Regions from separate parts of the Oryzias latipes genome. Here region 1 is linked to region 2. A link is a contact called in public Hi-C data. All regions are on one chromosome and are shown on one strand. The core of a region is the stretch at or near the end of the contact, and the rest is flanking DNA. Distances in the headings are between cores, read along the strand shown. Region 1 has its middle 42 kb from the start of LOC101168779. Region 2 has its middle 11 kb from the start of srgap2.

Region 1 (3,981 bases), core at 646-3,145, 290 kb before region 2:
TTTTCCTAAGAACAAAGAAAATAAAGCGATTCTGTGAAGCAAAAACACCAGGGGATACCTGTCACTGTGGGGCGCTTTTCTTAGCTCAAAAACAGACATGCGTATTTGTGCGCACATGCACGTTGTCAAGTCAGTTTATGTCACCTGAGGCTGGTTGAAACCTGATGTAAAAAAAAAAAAAAAAAAACCTTTTCTTTTTAATCAAAATATTTTTGGTGTGCTGCACACAGAAAAGTGAAGTTTTCAGGAAAGAAAAGCAGAGATGGCTTCACTCCGGCTCCTTCCCGTGTGCTGCAGCTGCTCTGAATCGCATCAGCTGGTCAGGTCTAATGGTTGACTTTTTTCTGGTCTAGCTGAGCTCTTAATTACACCACTGAGCTCGTTATGGAGTAATTAAAATGGTAAAACAGAGGGCAGAGAGCGAGTGAAGAAGCATAAGGAGATGGGGCGGGTGAGGTAGACTGCTCAATCCCAACCCCCCCCCTCCCCATGTATTAAACCATTCCCCTATGGCTATTTGGGTCACGCCATGAACTGCAGCCATTATCCTGCCTTTCAGGAACTCATTTTATCAAGTTCTCCACATCAGGTGGCAGGGCAGATTTATTTGGGGAATTGTGTTGATAGGGAAGTTCAACACAAAAACAAAATTAGCAGCAATAGGGAGTTTGAGAATAATTAGGAAAAAAAAAGTCATAACAGAAATGTGGTGAGGGTTTGTGAGGGGCATGTTGTTGGGGTACACAGAGAGTGTAAGGACGAACAATGTTTTTGTTGTTCACATTTAGGAGTATACTTTTGGGTCAATTAACAATGAAGATCAATTGATATCTCTTTATGCTTTCTTCTGTGATTTTTCGCCCCCCGGTAATGAGATAAATATTTATGAAGGCAGAAAATCCCCTGCCTCTCCTCCTTGTGTCAAATGCTCGGCATGATCAAAGGCTCAGCCCAAAAACATGCGACACAACCGCACGCATCAAGGCCTTCTTTGGCATTGTTTTTCTACTGTCCCAAAGCTCAAACACAGAAAACTATTCTCAAGCTGCCCCCACCCCTCCCACACCCCCATGCTGTCCATGAGAGAGAGGGAAAGACTGCAGATAGTTGTGGGACCCACACACTGTCGCTTTAAGATAAAATATTCTATCTTTTACATCATAATTATCTCCTTAAGGTAGAAATATTAGCATATCCACCAATCTTATTATCTGAGAAATTGGCTCATTAAGTCGGTCGGCTCCCCTTGTGCCCACCTTGTTCTCCTCTGTCCATACTTCATACTTCGGGGAGGCTGCTGAGCGGCGTTCTGACTGGAAGGAGGCGTGCAGACGCTCTGCAGGGACCGGCCTGAGTCCGTCCAAGCTGATGGGGCTCCACTCTCATGTCTGCGAGGAGTGAAAAGGAGAAGAAAGCATACTTGCTGTTGCAGCTGGAGCCAGATCTTAAAATCCCCCAGGAGGGACTGAAAGTTGGGTGCACTGACTAACCGTCAGTAATGGTTTCAAATTTTTTTAGGCCATTTAAAAGGTGAAAATCTAAAAAAAAATTCTTATGGCGGGAAAAAGTTGCCAGATGTGGTTTGACCTTCCTGAGTTTTGAAGGAAGTGAGGAAGACTACAAACCTACTTGGAAATGAGGCCCAATCCTGAGCAGAAACTGTGTTCAAAGCCCAATTTATGCTCTTAAAGAGCAAGGCATATATTTGCTTAGTAATCACAAAGACAGGATTGTTAAATTACATTTCTGGTGCTATTAAATATTAATGAGATGCTGTAGAATAGCCATGGCTTCTAATCTGCAGGATTTAATCCCCAGAATGAAACCTGACACCCATGGAGGCTAATGAAATCATCCTTTTAATCCAGGGAAATGTCCCCCATAAACCCACAGCTTTAGGAAACCCCAGGAAGCACAGCAGTCTGTGGAGCGGACAACACAATGTGGGATAAGTTCCTGCAGAGGCGGACGACCAGGAGAAGGTAGGAGCTTCTGTAAATACAGGGCATTTGTGAATATTTAGAAAAATCAGAGGCAAACCGATACGGCCGGAATGGAGCTTGTGAAAAGAAGTAAAACAGCTGGTGGTGGTGAAAATGTAAATTAAAGCTGAACCTGTTTCTCTGACATTTCCCTGAAATACAGGAGATGCTTCCACACAATACAGGAGCTGGCTTTCCCTCCCTCCGCTGCTTCGTTCCGTCTCCCTCTCTGTGTGGAATTGAGTTGTTAATTAGAATCGTGGCCCGGCCAAATGAATTCAGACCCTCTTCCTTCTGTAATGGTGCTGCAGACCCCAAGCTGTGGACTTTAATTCTCCTTTCATCAGCCTGATGGAAAAATCACCTCACTGCCATTCAGCTCAGCTACTCATTAACCAAGCCAAGAAAAGGTGATAGGCAGAATGGACAATTTTAATGTTTTTTTCCCCTTTTCTTCAAAAAAAATCTTTGCCTTAATTTTATGACGCATATAAATCATTGTGTTAAATATGTAATTTAAATTAGAACCTTAGCCACACTGTAAACGCACTGAGAGCTAAGACTAGTTTTACAACGAAAAACAAACATCGACGTCCCCCAAAATAATGTCTAATAATAGTAATCAATCAACAGCTGCATGCAGGAGATGTGTGGATGTGTACTGCCTGCATATCTGTGAGTGTCTAAATAGTTATCAGGGTGCCGGAGCTCTGGTTGTGTGCATTAACAGGCCATGTGTGAGGCACGGGGGTCGAGTTGTGATATGCTTAACAGCCAATTTACAAAGGTCAGGTGAGTGGGATCAAACGGGTGGGAAGATCACAGCTCACAGTCCTAAATGAGAAACAATCATCCCTCCAAAGGTCACCCAGACACAACCAAGGATTAGAATAATGGAGCAGGCCTTCTGCTGTTCCTTCCTCCTCACCTCTGGCTCCTCATCCTCCTCACCACCGGGGGTTCGGGTAAAATAGAACACAACCCGTTTTCCCATTTTTTTGAAGATTTATTCAGTTTCTTGGTTTTTGCATTGCTGTGGGTTCTCTACTCCCTGTGCAGGTTTAGAGGTGACCATAAACGCCAAAAAATTACTCATTTTCATAAACCGACAGATCACAGATTAGACATGTTTGTGCTTTTTAAATATGTTTGTGATCAAATATTGCAAACTTAGAAATTTTCAACTTTGAAATTAGTTTATGGCGCAATGATGTTAAATTGTAAATTGAACAAAAAAAATAATTAAAAACTGCTGACTTAATTGAATAAATAGATTTTTAGATTAAAAAACTCTAATTGCATGATTACGTTTTTGATTTATAGTGAATTATTTCTTATAAAACTGAGACAGAAAACATAAAGGAATCAAACTAAATGTTCTCCATAAGAAAATTTTTTTTATGTAAATTAAACATTTTAAATTCTAAAAGCATAATGTTTTAAGTAAAAAACGCCCCTTTAGATGAAACACAGAACACTGTATCCACCCCGCAGAACTGAAGAGAATGTCTGTGAAGGAACAACAGGGGGCAGTGTTGGGTCATACTAAACACCCATCCGTCTGTCCACCTCTGTCTTCCTCTCCCTCTCCCTGGCCGGAGTCCACTCTCGCCACCTTTCAGGATTAATTACACTTTTTCAATTAATGTTCTAATGAGAGCTGCTGGTGCAGGAGAGTGATAAGGCAGTTAGAGAGTGAATGAGACACACAAACGCACACACTCAACAGAGACAGGCATAGAGATACACTGACTAAAGTGATTGATTGGACGTACAAAAGCTGATGCAGTTGATAAAGTACAGTTAGTGGCAGAGATCCGGCTCACCGAAAAAGCGGGTGACGGAGGTCAAAAAGATTACAGATGTGTAATTATCAAAGGAGAGGTGTTCTGAAATTAAAAATTTAATTAAAAAACACACAAAACTGTGAGTTGTTAGGAGGACGCTCATTTTAGTGACATAAACCTTCACAGCTGCAAACTGGGTTTCCATGGTAATG
Region 2 (4,002 bases), core at 11-2,510:
CAGAAAAATGACAGGAGTGTTGATAGAGCAACAAAGACAAAGAGATTTGGAGATTTGGAGAGAAGAGGATGAATATATTGCTCCTTGGAGACACGTTTATGGAAGAGAGACGGAGGGGGAGGAAGAGGGGGAGGGATGGAGAAGAGGGAAATCAGACAGGTTGGACTTTGAGAGCACACACAGACGCACTCTGTTTAATGTCTCTGTGACATTTCTGCTCTCCATCTCCTCCCCACCAACCCTCTGTTACTGGATCTGAATGGGCTGAGAGGAAAAAGCAGAGAGGAGGAGATATAACATTCTGCTTGGACTTCACTCAAGGTCATGAGCCCCAGACAAAGTCTTGGGTCAGGGTTCACTGGGGGGGCATCCAATCAAGAGGTGGGATCAAGTTTCTCTGCCTGGGAGTTTCCCTGCAAGGCCTGTGCAGATGCAACACCCCTAGCGGTGCCCTAAAGTTTTCCCAAAGATGTAAATGTCTCGGTTAAAAGCACCTTCACCCTTTCAGTGATGGAGCCGCAGATTCATTTCAACATGAAAAAGACACCATCTTGAGTACGATTGAGGGGCTTCTCGACAGCTCACTCCCCGAGTCCTTAGCTAAAATTCCTTCTGGATTCCATCACTCTATTAGCCGGGGCAACTCCACATACGTGCGTGTGTGTGTGAGAGTGTGTGTGTGTGTAGGTGTGTGTGTGCGCGCGAGCATCACTGGTTTACTGTCACTGCTCTGTGTCTGGTGCTCGTTTCATTGCTCTAAATCAAACCATCTGTGTATTCAATGGATGGAATGTTCTCCACACATGCTGCTGCCTAAACACCTCCCATCCACTGACCCTGCGCTAACTGTTGGGGTCCACATCAGCAGATGAAAGATGTTAGCTACCAGCTCTCTTGCTGACCTTCATATTTACACGTTGACCAGCAGCTCCTTAGCTCTTTATTTTTTTTTCCTGCACTAAGTGGGAATCTGGTGTCCAGCTGAAACCATCCTCATATCCAGTAACTGACAAAAATAATTATTGTGTTGCTCCTTCCCTGGTGACTGAGCATTGTGCTGCTGCTGCTGCTGCTGCTGCTGCTGCTGCTGCTGAAACAGTTGGCTTGAGTCGTGCAGGGCAGTGCAGAGAGCAGCGAAGACAGCAGGCAGCAATGTGTTGACTCCTGGCCAGCCCTGGGAACACTTCCCTAACCTGATCAGCACAAAGACAAATAGAGAGGTGATTGCTTCCCTGTGGCCCATCTGGCTTCTCTTAAGACGGTCGAAGGGGGAAAACGGGGGTGGGCGTGTGTGTGTGTGTGTGTGTGCATGCTTTTAAAGGCTGCTTCTTTACACAGGGTATTTCAAACACGCTGCTGACTTGCCGACCAATTACAGCCAATCGGTGCTGCCGAGCTGACTGCTTTCACCCGTCAATAAAAACATTTTGGTTGGGCCTGCTGAAGTCTCTGTGGATTGCAGCCCAGTCCGAGTATTAGTTTTGACATTCCAAAATGAAGTCTGCAGATCTGGAGCAAAAAAGAGGCTGTCAGAGGAGAAACAGCAAAAAGATCTTCTGTTCATTTAACTGCAGGAACCACAGATGAACTTTTTTTTCTTGGGAAGGCCTCAAGGTGGAAATAAAATGATCGAAAGTGTTTTTGGGGTTGTGTAACAGATGGGAGCGTTTTCAGCTTAATATGATAGCAGGATTCTTTATTATAGTTGAATAAGAAACAGTCTCTCAGGACCACCACAGCTGCAGACTGAAAGTGAACTGATGACCCAAATTGCTTGAACTTTTAAGCTGGCACTGGGTCAAAGTTGAAGAATCACATATAAGGCTCATGATTGCCTGCTGCAAACAACTCCCCCTCCCGGCTACACTGAAAACAACACAACAAATACACATTAGTGTCTTTTGCAGATTCAACCATCCGTAGGTTTTTCTTTACCCTATTCAAGTGGGTGAGGGGCTGTTTTGAAGGGGAAGTCTGAAGAAGTCATCTCTTAATCCCATTTTTAGACAATTATATGTCTGCTCTCATATCTGCTCAGTCATAAAACTGCCTCAATTTTCATGTCTGTAGGCCCGTAGTAAAGTGTTTGTTGTCGAATAACCCGATGACTAAGACACTCCGGACTTAATGGATGCCTACGAAAAGACATTCAGGACACCTGTCCCATAAGGGGGACTCCTCAAGCTGCTGACACCTGCGAACTGCAACGTCTGCAACTGCGTTCTTTCACCTATGCAAGCACGAGTGTGTGTAGCAGGACGGCGGTTTGTGTTTGTGGACACATTTGCCCAGGCTGAGGAATGCCCTTCCTGGTTATGGGGCGGGGGCCCAAGCCAGGATCTTTAGTGAGGGGGCGAAGGCGCGTGTTATTGTGTGTTTGTGTGGGTGTGTGCGTCTGTGTGCATCTGTGTGAGTCTGTGAGCCAGTGGGAGCTTAGAAAGGGGCCCAGTGTTTTGTCCTGTTCCACATCAATGGGACGTCAAGCTGGGTTTGGACCTGACAGCACTCGGATTAAAGGTTTTTCCAATACTCTATACCCTCCCGACACACAAACACACACACACACACACACACACACACACACACACACACACACACACACACAAGCACAAACTCAGTGGACCAAGAGAACACTTTCAACTCTTAGAGGACTAAACTGTGATTTTCAAGTAGCTGCATTTAGACAGGTCACAGTCATAATGACTATAAAGGTAAAGAGAAAGGTTTAAAGGTTTGTGAGTGTCTGTGCGCAAAAGAAAGTAATCTGGATTAAATATTAGAAACGTCAATTTATAATCTTAATTTAATGCCTTGGGGAGATTTTATTGCTTCCAAAATTGTAAATAAATTGAGGTTGTGTGACTGTATAAACAAGCATATTCATGGCAAACTTGGCTGACTTGTAAAGCAGATAAAAGGTACAAGAAAAAGAATTATAGAAATATTGCTGTTGACCTGAATTTAACAAAAAATTTCCTCAGAGACAAAATGCACTTGTTTAATTCTGATTCTAAATTCAGGATACTGATGGAAAGAATCCAACGCAAAAGTCAGACCTCAGATTTTAAAAACAAGAATTCAGAAATGTTTCTTAGACTTCAGAGTTACTCTCAAAATTCACATTTTTTGGCTCAGATTTCTGACTTGCTCAAATTCCTTCATTTTATTTACCTTTGACTAATTCTGCAATTCTGTGCATGTAAAAGTAAAGGAATGTCAGATTTTTTGCTAAGAATTCAGGGAACAGATATACATTTTTGAGAGAAAAATGAAACCTCTAAGGAATAAATCCATAATTCACAGAGTCGTAAGAAGAATTCAGACTTCATTCTTGTTTTTCTTCTTCGTTCATTTCTGACTTGAACCCCTTTTTTTCAGTTTATTTTGAATTTAATCTCAGAATTCTTTCCAACTGTTATTATTCATCTTCTGTTAGTCTGATTTTCTTACAGCGATCCATCCACTTTCTGTGCTTTTCATCGAATGCCATATTAGTTAAAGTTATAAAACCTACAACACAAGAAAAATAAACTCCAGAGCACAAACGAAATGTGACTTGTGCACAGCAAAAAGAAAGGAGAGCAGGACGGATCGTTAACATCCCACGCCTACAGTTAAATATGTTTTTGATGTATTTTTATGCATAGAAAAAATAAATTCGCCCAAATTTAAAGCTCAAAAATCCCATTGTCCTTGAACCTATTCAGAAACTAAAGCATGTACTTACAAGTTCGGATTGTTGAATACATGTTGGTGTAGTAGGCCAGGGGTCTGCAACCTTTATGGCATGAAGTGCCAATTCCAAACGTTCTCGGTAACAAGTGTGGCATCACCGACTATAATGCCACCTCTGATACAAAGAAATACAAAAACATTTCCAATAAATCTGAAATTCTATCTAATTCACAGACAGCAGGTTAAATAGCTTTTAAAACATATTTTGGCATTGGCTCCAAAAAGTGCTTTTATTTCAATATTGCACAAGGAAAACAGGCCAAAGTT

Evidence for each region. Hi-C and Micro-C count contacts between places; a contact is called where the count stands out from the background.
Region 1: a contact with region 2 is called in a Hi-C map of embryo, with 3 times the contacts expected there. The contact joins two enhancer-like sites. A contact is called at or near these places in 4 of 5 Hi-C or Micro-C datasets (embryo and fibroblasts).

What each region holds. Positions count from the first base shown.
Region 1 is chr5:28,429,030-28,433,010 of ASM223467v1, reverse strand. No RefSeq gene overlaps it. Among protein-coding and RNA genes, the nearest start is that of LOC101168779, 42 kb to the right of the region's middle. Within about 2 kb of position 1,895, at least 2 of the 8 cell types and tissues checked have an H3K27ac peak or open chromatin away from gene starts, as enhancers often do. A contact at or near this core is called in embryo, where this site is marked.
Region 2 is chr5:28,139,584-28,143,585 of ASM223467v1, reverse strand. No RefSeq gene overlaps it. Among protein-coding and RNA genes, the nearest start is that of srgap2, 11 kb to the right of the region's middle. Within about 2 kb of position 1,260, at least 4 of the 8 cell types and tissues checked have an H3K27ac peak or open chromatin away from gene starts, as enhancers often do. A contact at or near this core is called in embryo, where this site is marked.